2 separate regions of the Capsicum annuum genome follow, and region 2 is linked to region 1. A link is a contact called in public Hi-C data. All regions are on one chromosome and are shown on one strand. The core of a region is the stretch at or near the end of the contact, and the rest is flanking DNA. Distances in the headings are between cores, read along the strand shown.

Region 1 (7,370 bases), core at 3,414-5,913:
TCGTAAACATACTGGACATTTTATTGCTGAATCGATTGATAAAGTTGTAGAATTTTATGGTATTGAAAATAAAATCTTATGTATTTATTTTGATAATGCTTCTAACAACAAGACTGCTATTACAAAGTTAAAAGCTAAGCTATCTTCGTTGTTACCTGAAATATTTCATGTTAAGTGTGCTTGTCATATATATAATTTAATTGTAAGAGATGGTCTTGAGTTTTTTGAGCTTTATATTAAAAAAATTCCATCTTGATGTTGATTTTATTCAAGTAAATAATCGAAGATCAAGAATTAAAGAATTTAAAGTTAAATGTGAACAAAATAAACCTGCACCGATATTGATGCCCGAAGAATGTGATACTAGATGAAATGCTATGTATGATTTTTTAAAAACTTGTTATAAATATAGAGTTCCTATTACACTAACTTTTAACCAACATTGTGGTTCATTTGTTGATTCGGTTGAATGAATGCTACATGATTCTGATTGGGCTGTAATTGATGATCTTGTTAAGTTTTAAAAAAAATCTTATATAGCTACGGTTGAATTTTTCGATGTATTTTATCCTACTGTTTGTAATATTTTAGCATACATAGCCAATATTTCTGGTTTGCTCAAAGAATATAAGAATAAAAAAGTTTACAAAAAAACTGTTGGTGCTATGTTTGCAAAATTTTAAAAATATTTTTTTTTATTTTTCCTATTTACGTGGTTGGTGTTATGCTAAATCTGTGTATGAAATATACTACTATGTGCAACTTTAGTACTCTTATTTATTCTAACTTAGAGATAAATACTAACAATGATTCTGATGGTGAACAAGAACAACCTGATTTGTGGACGGCTATGGGTGATGCGAACACTTCCATAGATAAATTATATAACCATTATACTGATTTACTTGATTTAGCTGTACCGAAAAATATCACTCCAACTGTCGCTCCTCATCCTCTCGAGGATTCATCATCTTCTAAAAGCTAGGCTGACACATAGTGATTTTCCTTATCATTTTTTTAATTTAAATTGTTGGAACAGTGTTGAGGGGGGAGCTTACACATCAACTTATCGGGAAGAGCTTAAGTATTATCTTCGGACGTCGTTAGAGGATCGTAGACGACGGATCAACACGTTAGATTGGTGGAGAAAAAATGAAACACTATATCCTGTGCTTTCAAGATTAGCTAGAGATATATTGAATGTTTCAATGTCAACCGTTGCATCGGAGAGCGCTTTTAGGCAGGGACGACAACAGCTTGGAGACAACCGACACTTATTAGGAAATAAGTCTATGAATGTTCTAGTTTGCCTTAGAGATTGGATTAGAGCAGAACGAAGAAATCAAGGAATGGAGGTGGAGCCGAAAAACGAACAGAAACTTGAACAAATTATGACTTCAGCGGAGAACTCAATGGAATCAAGTCCAATGCATGGTTTTGCCACCATTGGCTTTGACTATCCTATGCAAGTTCCCGTTAATATTAACATGGATGAGTTGAATAAAATGATGAGAACTTTGTAGATTTTTTCATTCATGTACATTGTAAATTTTGAATCATTTTGCAATCAATAAAATATAACATTCATTCACTCCTTAGTCCTTACTTTATAATTTTTTTCATTTAATGATTTAAATTTAATTTTTAGTTTAAATTAAATAATTAGTTTTAATATATTACTAATTTACTATCAAGTATTATTAGTTTATTATATTAAGTAGCATGTTTTATTTAAAGTATTACACATATTGAATGGTACGTATAAATGTGTATATATTTTCTATAGACACTAAAGTAGTATATATTTAACGTATACATGTGTACATGTTTTATAAATTAGTATATAACTATATATTTAGTGTGTGTATATATTGTAGCATATGTTTTATTTAAAGTAGTACGTATATTGAATGGTACATCTATATGTGTATATATCTTCTATAGACACTAAAGTAGTATATATTTAACGTATTCATATGTATATGTTTTATAAATTAGTATATAACTATATATTTAGTGTGTGTATATATAGTAGTATATATATTGTAGCATATGTTTTATTTAAAGTAGTACATATATTGAATGGTATGTATATATGTGTATATATTTTCTATAGACACTAAAGTAGTATATATTTAACGTATACATGTGTACATGTTTTATAAATTAGTATATAACTATATATTTAGTGTTGTATATATTGTAGTACATATATTGTAGCATATGTTTTATTTAAAGTAGTACATATATTGAATGGTACGTATATATATTGTAGCATATGTTTTATTTAAAGTAGTACATATGAGTCATGGAAGAGTTATCTACTTTGTTTGGATTCTTCTTAGTTAACACATAAGATATATTGAGAAGACTTAAGTAGAGAAGTACTTTATCCTTCCACCTGTTGAAATGAGTGTTGTTGAACCGGAATGGCTTGTTGAGATCTCTCACCTTGACATCCACGAATTTTTCAGTTGTTACCATTGAATCTCCTTAAAATTATTGGTGATATTACAATTGAAAACATTACAAGTAGAGAAAAATAAAAAGTTATCTTCTTCTTCGGCTAAGGCGCGGATATCTCACTCTCTTTAAGGATTCAAACCCATTGCAGCAAAATTATTTCACCGGTACAGCAGTAATTTTCTTGACTAGTCCCCTCCAGGATACAACAGCCTTCTCACAAAGTACAACTCAATAACTCTGGACAAGAGTTTTCAAGCTCCACAAAGAAAACACCTCCCTTCAACTAATGAATCTCTTTTTTACTATCTTTTGTAAACTCTATATTATCTTGTGTGTCCTAAAAATATGCAAGATCATCTCTATTTATAGGGGAAGAAATCTTCCATGCAATGAATAGAAAGATAAATATAGTAGATGAATGACATAAAAATTACAAGAGTTACAAGGGTTACAAGAGTTACAAGAAATTATAAGTCATAAAGTGTAGGATAATGGAGGAATAAAGAGTTAAGTTACAAAGTCTAATGTAACATTATTGTCCACTAACAAGATAAATGACTTGTAACATTTTTTCAATAAAATGATAGTAAATGCTGCTAACGTCAAAACCATGCATTGTAACACTAATATGAGGTATATGACTTGTAACATTTTTTGTCAATAAAATGGTGGTAAATGTTGCATAACGTCAAAGACATGCATAATAATATTAAAAAATAATAATATTAAAATGCTAACAACATCACTTCACAAAATCAAAGACAACCTAGCTACAAAGAACTTATAAAAGCCAAAATTATCCTAGAATATTCAGTTCCTAGAGTGTCTGCGCCAAGTATTGCTAGTGCAGACACTGGAGGAACTAACAAAATGGATGGGTTCTCCCTCATGGACATCCTTGCTCCTTTTTTCGTTAGCAGGCCTGCTACCTTGTTCCTTTTCCTGTACACATGCACCAGTTGCACTACCCCCAACTTTTCTATTAATGACCAGCATTCAAATATTAAGCTATTATGAGGCAAATGGCTCATTTCAATCATAAAAATTGCTTCATAGAATCCATGTTAATGTCCAGTGGTTAGAGGTTTTGCTAAATTGCTAACCGGAAGCCCCTTCTGAGTCATGGAGTTCAGCGATGGCAGGGGTGACATTGTGAATGTTATCTATGAAGCTTGTGATCACTCCCAATTGTAGTTTCTGGTCACACCTCCCAAGCCTCCGAATTCTGGATTGTGATGCAATGTTGCATCAGTACTCTTTAATTTGTAATTGCCAAAGATAGGGGGGTTGCCACATAACTTGGATGGTGATTTGGGGAGTTTTAGAGTTGTGGTGATTGCTTGCTAGAAGTTGAAATTCAGTAGCTTGAGCTATGGTATCATCAACAGACATAGCATCTTTCTTGTTGTTGAACAAGTCGCTATTTCTTGCGAGCCAAATGTTCCATAGGCAAAAGAGAACAACATCCTAAGTTAGCCAGTTATTATCAGGTTTTCCTCTAGGGGTTTTCTAAGAGGTTATCCAGTTGTTAAATGTAATACCAGAGGTGCAAATGGGTTGTGTGTTGTTGTTGTTCTTAGCAATTGTTGCCCGAAATCTAGTGGAATTGGTGCATTGAAAGAAGAGATGATCTATATCCTCATGATATGCATCTCATAGAATTTACAGGTAGGATTAATATTAACATCAATTATGTGGAGATAAGAGGTTGGTGGGGAGCCTTTTGTGAGAGAGGAGCCAAAGAAAGTGCTTAATCTTGTTAGGACAGTTGGAATGTCAGATATCTTTGTATTGCCCTTCATTTCCACTCAGAGGATGTGTTGCATTATTAATGAGATTGCAGGCACTGCTAGTGGTGAAGATCCCCTTACTAGTTAAGCCCCATATTAGCTTATCAATTTGAGAGCTATCAATAGGAAGGAAAAGTGGATAAGGGAAGTGATGTCTCTAGGCAGCTTAAAGGATAAGTTGAAAAGATTTCATTGTCTGTTAGAGCGGGGATTGGAAATGATTAGGTTTTTCTCTCCATCTTTTAAAGGTCCATGAATCATATTCCTAATGAAAGTGTGGACTACCACTAAAAAATGTGATTTTATCCCCCTTGTATGGAACCCATTTGTGGGCAGTGTCAGAGTCTTTCTATCCTTGTTGCGCGCATTGCCAAGTTTTTGAGATGATCCTAGCTCCATTACTACTTCTGTTAGGACTTTTATATTTATTAATGAGGATCTTTCCCCATAAGGAATGGGTTTGTTATGAAGTATCCAAGCAAGACTTGCCTCCTTTGTTTTTTATTTCACTTCTTTGGATGCCAAGCCCACTTTCTATCTTTTTTTCCTGGTGATGGTACTCCAGTTAACCAGATGAATCTTTTTTCTTTTCAACAGTAGTGCCTCGAACAAAATTCCTTTGGATTCTATTTGTCATATTAGTGACTTTAGAAGTGTATTTTATGTACTGCATGACATGGGAAGGGATGCTTCCTAAGGTGGCTACAACAGTTCCTCCAGCTTGGTTCAGGAACTTAGCCTTCCAGCAAGAGAGTTTGGTTCTTATATAAAGAAGGCAATATGCCTTTTAAATTGGCTTCAACTTGCATTTATGTTCTCCAACTTTGGATGTGTATAAATAGATACTTACGTCAAATAGGACGTGTGCCTTTTTGTTCAATTTTATACAAGTTTAAATGTCTACTTGTGCACTTCCAAAGTTGGTGGCCATAGATGTGAACTAAAACTAAATTAAAAATGCCCATAGTGAACCCCTCATAATGCTTGTATTGGTTTTAGAACAAGCATTGAATTTTAATTTCATGAAAATGGTCATCTAAAGATAACATTCCTTGTGTATGCATTAGCACTAAACAGTTCCATTGCTATTAAATTAAATGGTCTTCAGTACAAAATTCATAATTGCAAAGATCTGCCACTCCAGAAAAGTTTTTCTTGAATTTATCTTGTACAAGATGGAACTTTAATATATACAACTGGAAAAGCCTCTCTAAGAGGTCTCAGTTTTTTCCACTTCAGGATACAAGAACGGAGTAACAATGGCAATTGTGCACGCTACTAAATGGCAAAAAAAATACTGCCAGTAAAACTATGGTAATTATGTACATTTGTAACTATCAATAAAACTTAAATAGTACACTGAAGTCCAGTGGCATATGAGCAGCCTCCCAAGGCCGCTGCTATCATCAAGAATGTAACTTTTTCTGTTTTTTCGCGTAATCTGGCAGAGCTTATAGTGAGTACTATAAGCTTCGGTCAATTTGAACTGATCACACAGCATGTAACTGATTCCGAAAATTCAGTTTAATTCTATCAGCATCAACTACTTCTTTCTTTCCAGAAGAACTAGCAGCCGCTTGTTCCTTCAACGCTTCCTTCTCTAGTTTCTTCCTTTCAGCATCAGCTGCTTGTTCGTTCTCATCACGTGATTTTTTAAACAACTTCATGAAGACCACCAAAATCTGTGTCACTGCATCCAGCAAGTAAAGGTATGAAGGACATCAGAACTTGTCACTAACATCAACCAAAGATTTAAAATAAAGACCGGTTAAAGAGTTGGCAAAGGAAAATTGTGTTGAAGAAATTTTCACATTGGTATAGTATAAAACTCAGGTTTAAATGGTAAATGAACTAAATAAACAAGATCCACAGGACAAATGCTATTCGAGAAATCTAGTCAAATGGCAATATGCACTTGACAAATGCCACAAAGGCCATAAATGGTGCATCCCATAACCTTCACATTAAAGACAGACTACTACAAGCTATATTGCCGAGAGTATTGCTAAACAGCCAAACGACTGCAGTCTTTTCTTTTCCAGAAATCCTACCATATGTCTGATAAGTGATAATACAGCAAGAAAACCTATAACATCTGTATCTCTAACCTTGCTCAAAAGGGCATCGAGCTGGATCCTCGCCAAAATACAGGGATAAGGAGTCTGCACTCCTTCCCTGCAGATTTACAAGATAGAAAAAATTAGCAAACTTGGCATGAGTTACACTTCCAAGAGCATTTAAAATATGATATAACGAATGCAAGTAAACTCACCACTTCAATATAAAGAGTAGTGAGAGACTTGACTTCAGCCTCAGCAGTATCAAGGAAATTCTTTAACACCTGAGAAGGAATGTACAAGTCACTAAACGCATATTTCATATTGCAATCAAGTTTGACTGCATCACTAGTCAGACTGCACTCTAATATTGGGTCCAACATAAACCAAATTGGGGTCTTCCCGGTGCAAGCCTCTTAACTGGATTTTTAGAAACAAATGTCATCCATTCAGGACACGTATCTCTCTATATCAGTGATACACTGCTTCCTTACTTTGTCTTCTAAAAAATATCCAGAATAAAGCTTTTAAATAGTAAATAGGAATCCTTGTATAATGAAGGAAACTTGGGAAAGTGGAAATCGCACAATGCCATTTACTTCACTTTTATCGTAAAAATCACGAGAATCAGTTAATACATTTAGAAATTGCAATTTATGATCTTATGACATAATTAGAGAAATTTAGGATCACTTTGGGTAGAATAGACTGAATCATGTGCAAACTAGAATACGCTTTCTACAAAATAAAATTAAGGTACATTGTCAAATGGCCTTAAAACAACTAAAATTTAAATCTAAAAAGAAACATAAACTTGGAAGTAAATGCAATGAGCTAATCATTGGGTAACTAGGAATATAAGTTACCATTCTCTTTTCTCACCTTCTGAAAGCCTGAAGATATTGTACCATCATTGTCGGATGCAGTAAGTTCTTGTTCAACTTTCTCAAGACCTTTGCTCACTGCTTGCATTTCTTCAGCCAAAGACTTCAGTTGGATCTAACCACATAATATGACGTAAACAAACATTTCAGTTCACTGTTATACTAGTAGTACT
Region 2 (6,903 bases), core at 3,176-5,675, 140 kb before region 1:
CACTTTAAAATTTCTTTATCAGTTGTTAGTTGTTGTTACTTTTAAATGTTGGTTTGGTTGCTTAGTTATGTGATTTTTTTACATGTGCTTTGTGGTATTTTGAAATTATATCCTTAATTTTTGAAATTCTATCATAATTTATATTTGATAGGTTGTGACCTCGGCTGAAAGATGCGGTAAGGATGAAAATCTCAATTTAAATTCTAAGCTTCAAAAGAACACGGATAATTGAGATATAACTTCTACCAATTTAATTAACGTATGCTTTATTATTTTCGAAAGTTAGATGATTTATCTATATTTATTATTTAGGAGAAACTAATTGCTATTTTTTAATCATTTTATTTTCTTATATATAGTTATATCAACACGAGACATGCGTGCAAAACACGTACACTTGACTAGTATGTAGAAAAAAGATATGGATAGGTCGATAATTCAGGAGGAGTTATTCAATGTAACTTAGATAAAGAAAAAGAAGAACCTTATTTAATTTTGAACAGTTCTTTTCATATATTATTAATTACTTGCATCAACTTAAATATAGAAAAGATATACACAAAAGGTTGAGGAATTCTGTAGTGCTCAACTTCCTGAAAGTCAAGGCACTTGTAACATCCTGAACTTCTAAATTAAGAATCGAATCATTATTCAAATGCATATAGATCTGAATACTATAACTTTTCAATGGTACATAGGCAGTGGTGGAGCCAGAATTTTTACCAACGAGGTTCAAAAATAAACATACGAACAAACCGAAGAGGGTTCAACATCTACTATATACATATAAAAAATAATTTAACCATGTATATAGTATAATTTTTTGCGAAGGGGGTTCGGATGACCCCCTCGCCAAAGGTTAGCTTCACCCCAGTACATAAGTGTTAATATCTGAGCGTGGAAATAGCTTTGGCTATGAATTAAGGTCATAAGAAACTTCTAACTCAAAGTTGAGTTGATGAAAGCTTCTTTACCGCTTAAGTTTTTGTATAAGAGTTTACAAGGGTCAACTTCAAACGAACATAAATTCTAGATTATTAAGAATTTTGTAGCTCAGAATCCACCAAATTAAAGGTCTTCGAGTTTTCTTCCAACGTCATTGAGCATTTGTTAATTCAATTATTTTAGAATAGAAAATTATGATTATTTTACCAAAAGGTAATAATAGTGTTGGAAAGTTTTGCAAGCAAACCTTTTACATCGCAAAAATCTCATGCGATAAGCATTTGTGCTTGCAAAACTTTCTTGAAACTTTCAGAAAACTGGCCAAAAGTGTGATGGAGAGCTCATGTAATACACACAACATCGTAGTTATGCGAGCCCATCTTGAGCTCGCATAATTGGTCGACAGAATTCGATAAAAGGTCGTTTTTTTGATCTTTTCCAATTTTTTTTCTATTTTTCATTAATCCTAAGTTGATATCTTCTCCTCTCCTCATCCTCCAACCCTAAAGTAAGTTATTCCCATGCAATTCGAAGCAAATTTTAGTATTTCAATCATTTCTTTTTCAGATTATTAATGAAATCCTACACCATAATCGATAATTTTTCAAGAAAAACTCAATCAAAACTCCATGAACCGAATTCTTGAAACTTTTCTAAGGTTAGGGTTCCTCCTTGACTTCTTGGAAAGCAATTAAGACATGTAGGACTTCAATGGTTTTTTTTTTCAATCCCCATTTTAGAACTTCTAATTTTTCATGAATTTAAGAATAAGGTTAGGGTTTATAAACTCGTTTTTAAACTCATCTCTTTATGAAGCATATTTCATGATTTCTTGATGTTTTTAGCTATAATTATGATTTTTATAAGCACTACAATTACGTTTGTTGAATTTTAATTTTTGATATGATTCTTAAATATTGATTTTCTTGAGAATGACATCTCAAGCATGACTTTAGAATCCTTATGGCATTATGAATTCTCAAGAAACTTGAATAAATTCAAGAAGGAGAAAACTCCATGATAGTTATGAAATCTCTAAAGATTCAAACTTTATATATGAATAAGCCTTATTTATGTACATTTTGAGCATATGATATGAACTAATTTTGGAAGTAGTATTTAGCACCGTGAAAATAAGGGTTTTCGATAAAGCCAAGTTTCAAAATTACATGTCACCCTAGGATAAGGGTCTTCCATTAGTTGAGGTTGACACCTTCCCTTTTAGGCTCATCGTCATGATTCTTACTTTTATGTTTCTAACTTTAGCAGGTTAGAACAACCTTTTACAGTGTGGGCATATGACATTGGACTCCATGATACTCACATTGTTTATACCAATTAAAAGAAATTCTAATTTATGAGATTTAACTTCACTTTCATGATTTCATGATATTATCCTTATATATTTTGTATGATATGAATACAATATAATTTTAGATATGCATCCTTTAAGATATAATTTATAATGACTCTTTTGATCATTTTTATATGTTCACTTATCTTTGACATTATGACTTCTCTATAGCTTCCACAAGTCATTTATGACTTTTTGGGATCGACGGTTCGATTATCGGACAGTTCGTTTAGTTTTTAGAACCAATTTTCTATTTTGAAGTCTTCGCTAGTTCCAAATGGCCACTGGGCAAAAACTTCAGTGAAATAATCTCAGATGCAAATTCCAACTGTGCTAGCAGATCCGGAATATCAATTTTAGGCTAGGTAGACCTTTGGTTTGGGTCCCAATGCACCCGAGCTCATTTCAACCTACTGGCCGAAAAGTGAAAAAAGTTGAGAATATGAGTATGGGACCCACATTTGATTGAAACGACATTTGATGAAAAATATGACTTCGCCGTTGCATCCAAAACATTTATTTTATGCTAGGGGAACCCTTGATTTAGGTCCCAAGGCTCCCGGACTTATTTTGGGTTATTGAGCGAATTTTATGAAAAAACAAAACTATAGGTGTGGGCTCCACTTTTTTCCAAAATAATCTCAGATGAAAGTTTTGTGATTCCAATGGATTTGAAATGTGGTTTACACTCAAATTTCACTATTGGATCATGTTATTTGGATTTCGAATGAGTTCCGAGGGTCAAAAACAAGATTTTGACTTTGCAGTCATGGGATACCACATCTCTTTGCCAAGGGGTCTATAAATAGACCCCAAGGATTTAGGCATTTTCTCTTCATCTTTGAGAGCCTAAAAACCTAAATGGATATGATAACTCAAAATGTAGTTGTGTGAGTGAATTAAGAGCTTTATTATCATTTATTATTGCGATTATCATCCTAATTAAGGCTTGATTTTATCCAAAAATTAGCTTTGTTTGCACTCATTTATTGAGGTTATGATTCCTTGATATTGTATGAGTGTTGGGTTGGCCTCGAAAATATATTTTTAGTAAGTGGGGCTCGCTTGGAATTTTTGGTGTCGTTTTTTAACCCAGAGCACAATAGTGCAATATAGGTATCGTTACATTCATATTGATGAGTACATTAAGTTTTTGATAGCATTATGGCATTTTTGGGATTGTGAAGAGAAAATGAGCATGTGGTGAATGATATAAGGTTTTAGCTTTGAGGTAGGGTTCTACCTACTCTTCGTAGAAGATAATATGTGTTATGTATGGCATGTGAATATAAATGTTAGGCTTGATTATGAATAAAATAACTTAGTATTGATTATTGATATTTGGGGTATTAGATGATGGTTTTGGACTCGTAAGGTAGAATGTTTATGACCCTTTTAGAACCCTATTGCCTTTTTTCTAGGTTAAGCTAATTTGTAGTATGTCTTGAGCCGGGGGTCTATTGGAAACAACCTCTCTACTTCTTCGGGGGTAGTGGTATGGACTGCGTACATTTTACCCTCTCCAAACTCCACTTTGTGAGAATATACTGGGTTTGTTGTTGTTGTTATTGTAAGCTAATTTGTAGTATGGATATGATAGTATGCTAGGTTTGGGATGTATTTTATGTGTGGAATCATGGTTAGTATGCTTAACCTTAGCTGGGCTATTCTAATGATCTTGAAATCGTAATTTGGGCAGTGTTGGATTAAATGCCCATATTTCTAGGCAAAGTCCATATCTTAAGATTGGTTATAGCTTTCTTGACATCAAGAAGTTGAACTAGATATCTTAGCCTAGTTTGGGGCATTGTTTGCCTAATTATAAAAATTAAGGATTAAAAGTGGGATCTTGACCCACCTTAAGCTTGGATTTATATAGTTCCATTGAAGACCTTAGACGCTTGTTAAACGCTTAGAGAATGGCCTTGGCAGCATGTTGTAGCAGATCAGAGGTGAAGTGAAGTGTTACTGTTGGCCCAATTCAAAGTGGGCCTAATATTTCTATTTTTGTCTTGATTAGGTGTCCTTTCATTACTAGTGGAGCACATAAGCCATCTGTAGTATGAATGTAACATTATATATAGGAAGTACTAGTCCTTGTATGGGGTATTGGATAAATGAAAAAAGTCTTTTTTTTTTTTTTTACTGTTTTAACTTGTCAATTCCTTTTCTTTCACTATTTTCAGTAGCTGTTTTGCTACAATTGGTACCAGAGACAGGCTTTCCAGAGGCCTCATTATGGTTGAAACTAAAAAAGAAAGCATCCCTAATGAGGGAAAAGAATGGAGATGCTTGAGGCAAAGCAACAAAGAATGAATGTTGAAAACTTGAAGAAACAGGATGATAACACTCGTCGTCTTGATATTTTGTTGAGCCACATGAAATCTGAAAAGCGATTAGATGCAATAACATGGGGAAGATCTCGAGCTGCCTTGGTTTACGGAAACTCTCCTAGCGAAAGAGGAGACTCATCTGTGAGTGGCAATTTCAGGCCAGTTTCTTCTCTGGTAACCCCTATATTTTTTATGGCTAATAGAGGTATGACTCTTCCTCCATCTCCCTTCAATACAATGCCCCATTTTTCTCTGCCAATGACTCAACATCCACAAGCATCGCTGTACCCCCCATCCCCCACATCACTTGCTAACATAGCCAGGACATCCAGTTTTCCTTTTATTCCTCTTTCAGTTACTAGCCCAAATTTTGCAACCCAAAATGTGAATCCAAGCATTAATCAAACTCAGGTTGGACTAACGTATCTACCTCCGTTAGCGTATCAGTCTATTGATAACAGTAGTTTTTTGTAATCTAATATTCCTCAAAACATCCAACTCATTACCCAAAATAGCACCCAGACGCCTACCAATAACTCCTATTGAGGCACTAAAGCTAAAACATCTTTTCCAGAGTTTAATGGTAATTAACCCCGTGGTTGGATAAAGTGGTGCAATAAATTTTTTGACCTATATCAGGTTCCACCTTTTGAAAATATGAGTTATGTGGTTGTTCATATTAATGATAAAATGGATTTATGGTTTGACGTTTACATGATGGAACATGGCGGAGCGGTGTCTTGGGAGGAATTTTGCCGGGATGATTGTCGTAGGTATGGCAACATTCGAACTCTGGATATTGTTATTGGATTTAATAGGCTTCAACAGTGGGCTGACGTTGAGAGTTATTTTAATAGATTTGAAGAGTTGCGATTCTATTTACTGTTAATTAACCCAACACTGAATGAAACATACTTTGTGTATTGCTTTATGGGTGGATTAAAGCCGGATTTGGCATCTATGGTTAGAGCTTCTAACCCTCAGTCCATTATAGATGCATTAGAAACGGCTAAGTTGCATGAACAAACGTTGGTAGCCATTTACAAGGATATTCAAGCTCCTAAGATAGTTAATTCGCAAACTAGGATCACTTTTCCTCACAGTCCAAGAGGACCCACACCACAAAATTCCAAGGCTTTACCACCTATTACCACACGATCCCAATTGCCAATGCCCAAAAACCCAAATATTGAAACATTGAGGGAAAATAAGTTGTGTTTCTATTTCCATAAAAAGTATTTTTGGGTCATAAATGCAAGCAACGAGGCTTGCATACAATATATGGTGGGTGGAGAAGAGGAGCCATTAGTGGAGCAAGGTGAAGGATCAGGGGCAACTGGGGGATCAAGAAAGGAAAGTCACTGAGATAGTGCAAACAGAAGCAGAAGAAGAAGAAGGCACCATCAGCATGATTGAGGGTCGTTTTCACAGTCCAAACACTATTAAAATTTCTGAGCTGCTCAAGAACATGCCCTTAGTGATTTTGGTAGATTATGGGGCTACCCATAGCTTCATTAATCCACAAGTGGCTGAGTATTTAAATTTGGAGATGCACAACTTAAGAAAAAACCATGAGGGTAAGAGTTGCCAATGTGGAGACAATGGTGAGCATAATCATCTGCTCAAGGGTACGTTGGCAGATGCAAGGGGAAGGATTTGAATTTGAGTTTCGGATGTTAAAAATCGGCCGTTGTGATTTGATCTTGGGTATGGATTGGATCGATTTGGTAGCCCCGTTTGTGTTACATGTTAGGCCACATAGTATTATATTTCTTCGAGGTAATAGGATGGTGACCATTGTGGGTTATCAGGAATCTCGATCCTTGGGTTTGGAAGATTCTGAAACCATTCGTGGGCTTCTACGAAGAAGCGAGTGCAATTGGGTGGCCCAAATTCGTCAAATAGAATCAGTTGGTTCTAACAAGCAAGAGATTATCCCAAACCCTGTTGAATCCCTTTTGAATGCCTTTCAGGAGATCTTTCAGGAACCTAACTCCCTGCCACCTATTTATTCTTGTGAATATGCTATTGAACTTTGTCCAGGTTCAAGGCCAGTGAATCAGAGGCCCTATCGTTACTCCCATGAGCAAAAAAATGCCATCGAAAAGATTATCAGTGACATGTTGGAGGCTAAAACTGTGAGGCCTAGTAATTCACTGTTTGGTTCCCTAGTGTTTTTAGTAAAAAAAGGACTCAACATGGAGATTATGTGTCAATTACCGCAATCTCAATGACATTACCATTAAAAATAAATACCCAATTCCGGTGGTA

What was found. A called contact is a pair of places that touch in the nucleus more often than the background predicts.
Region 2: a contact with region 1 is called in a Hi-C map of leaf, with 3 times the contacts expected there. The contact joins the promoter of LOC107870760 here to the enhancer-like site in region 1. A contact is called at or near these places in 4 of 5 Hi-C or Micro-C datasets (bud, leaf, pericarp and 1 more).

What each region holds. Positions count from the first base shown.
Region 1 is chr1:23,802,029-23,809,398 of UCD10Xv1.1, reverse strand. LOC107870399 (formin-like protein 14) reads right to left here. Exons shown (of 18, transcript XM_016716924.2): 15 at 7,196-7,312; 16 at 6,529-6,597; 17 at 6,365-6,431; 18 at 5,390-5,946. The coding sequence ends at 5,747. Among protein-coding and RNA genes, the nearest start is that of LOC107870399, 16 kb to the right of the region's middle. Within about 2 kb of position 4,663, at least 1 of the 5 cell types and tissues checked has an H3K27ac peak or open chromatin away from gene starts, as enhancers often do. A contact at or near this core is called in leaf, where this site is marked.
Region 2 is chr1:23,937,620-23,944,522 of UCD10Xv1.1, reverse strand. LOC107870760 reads left to right here and starts at 4,425. Exons shown (of 2, transcript XM_047395406.1): 1 at 4,425-4,837. The coding sequence starts at 4,582.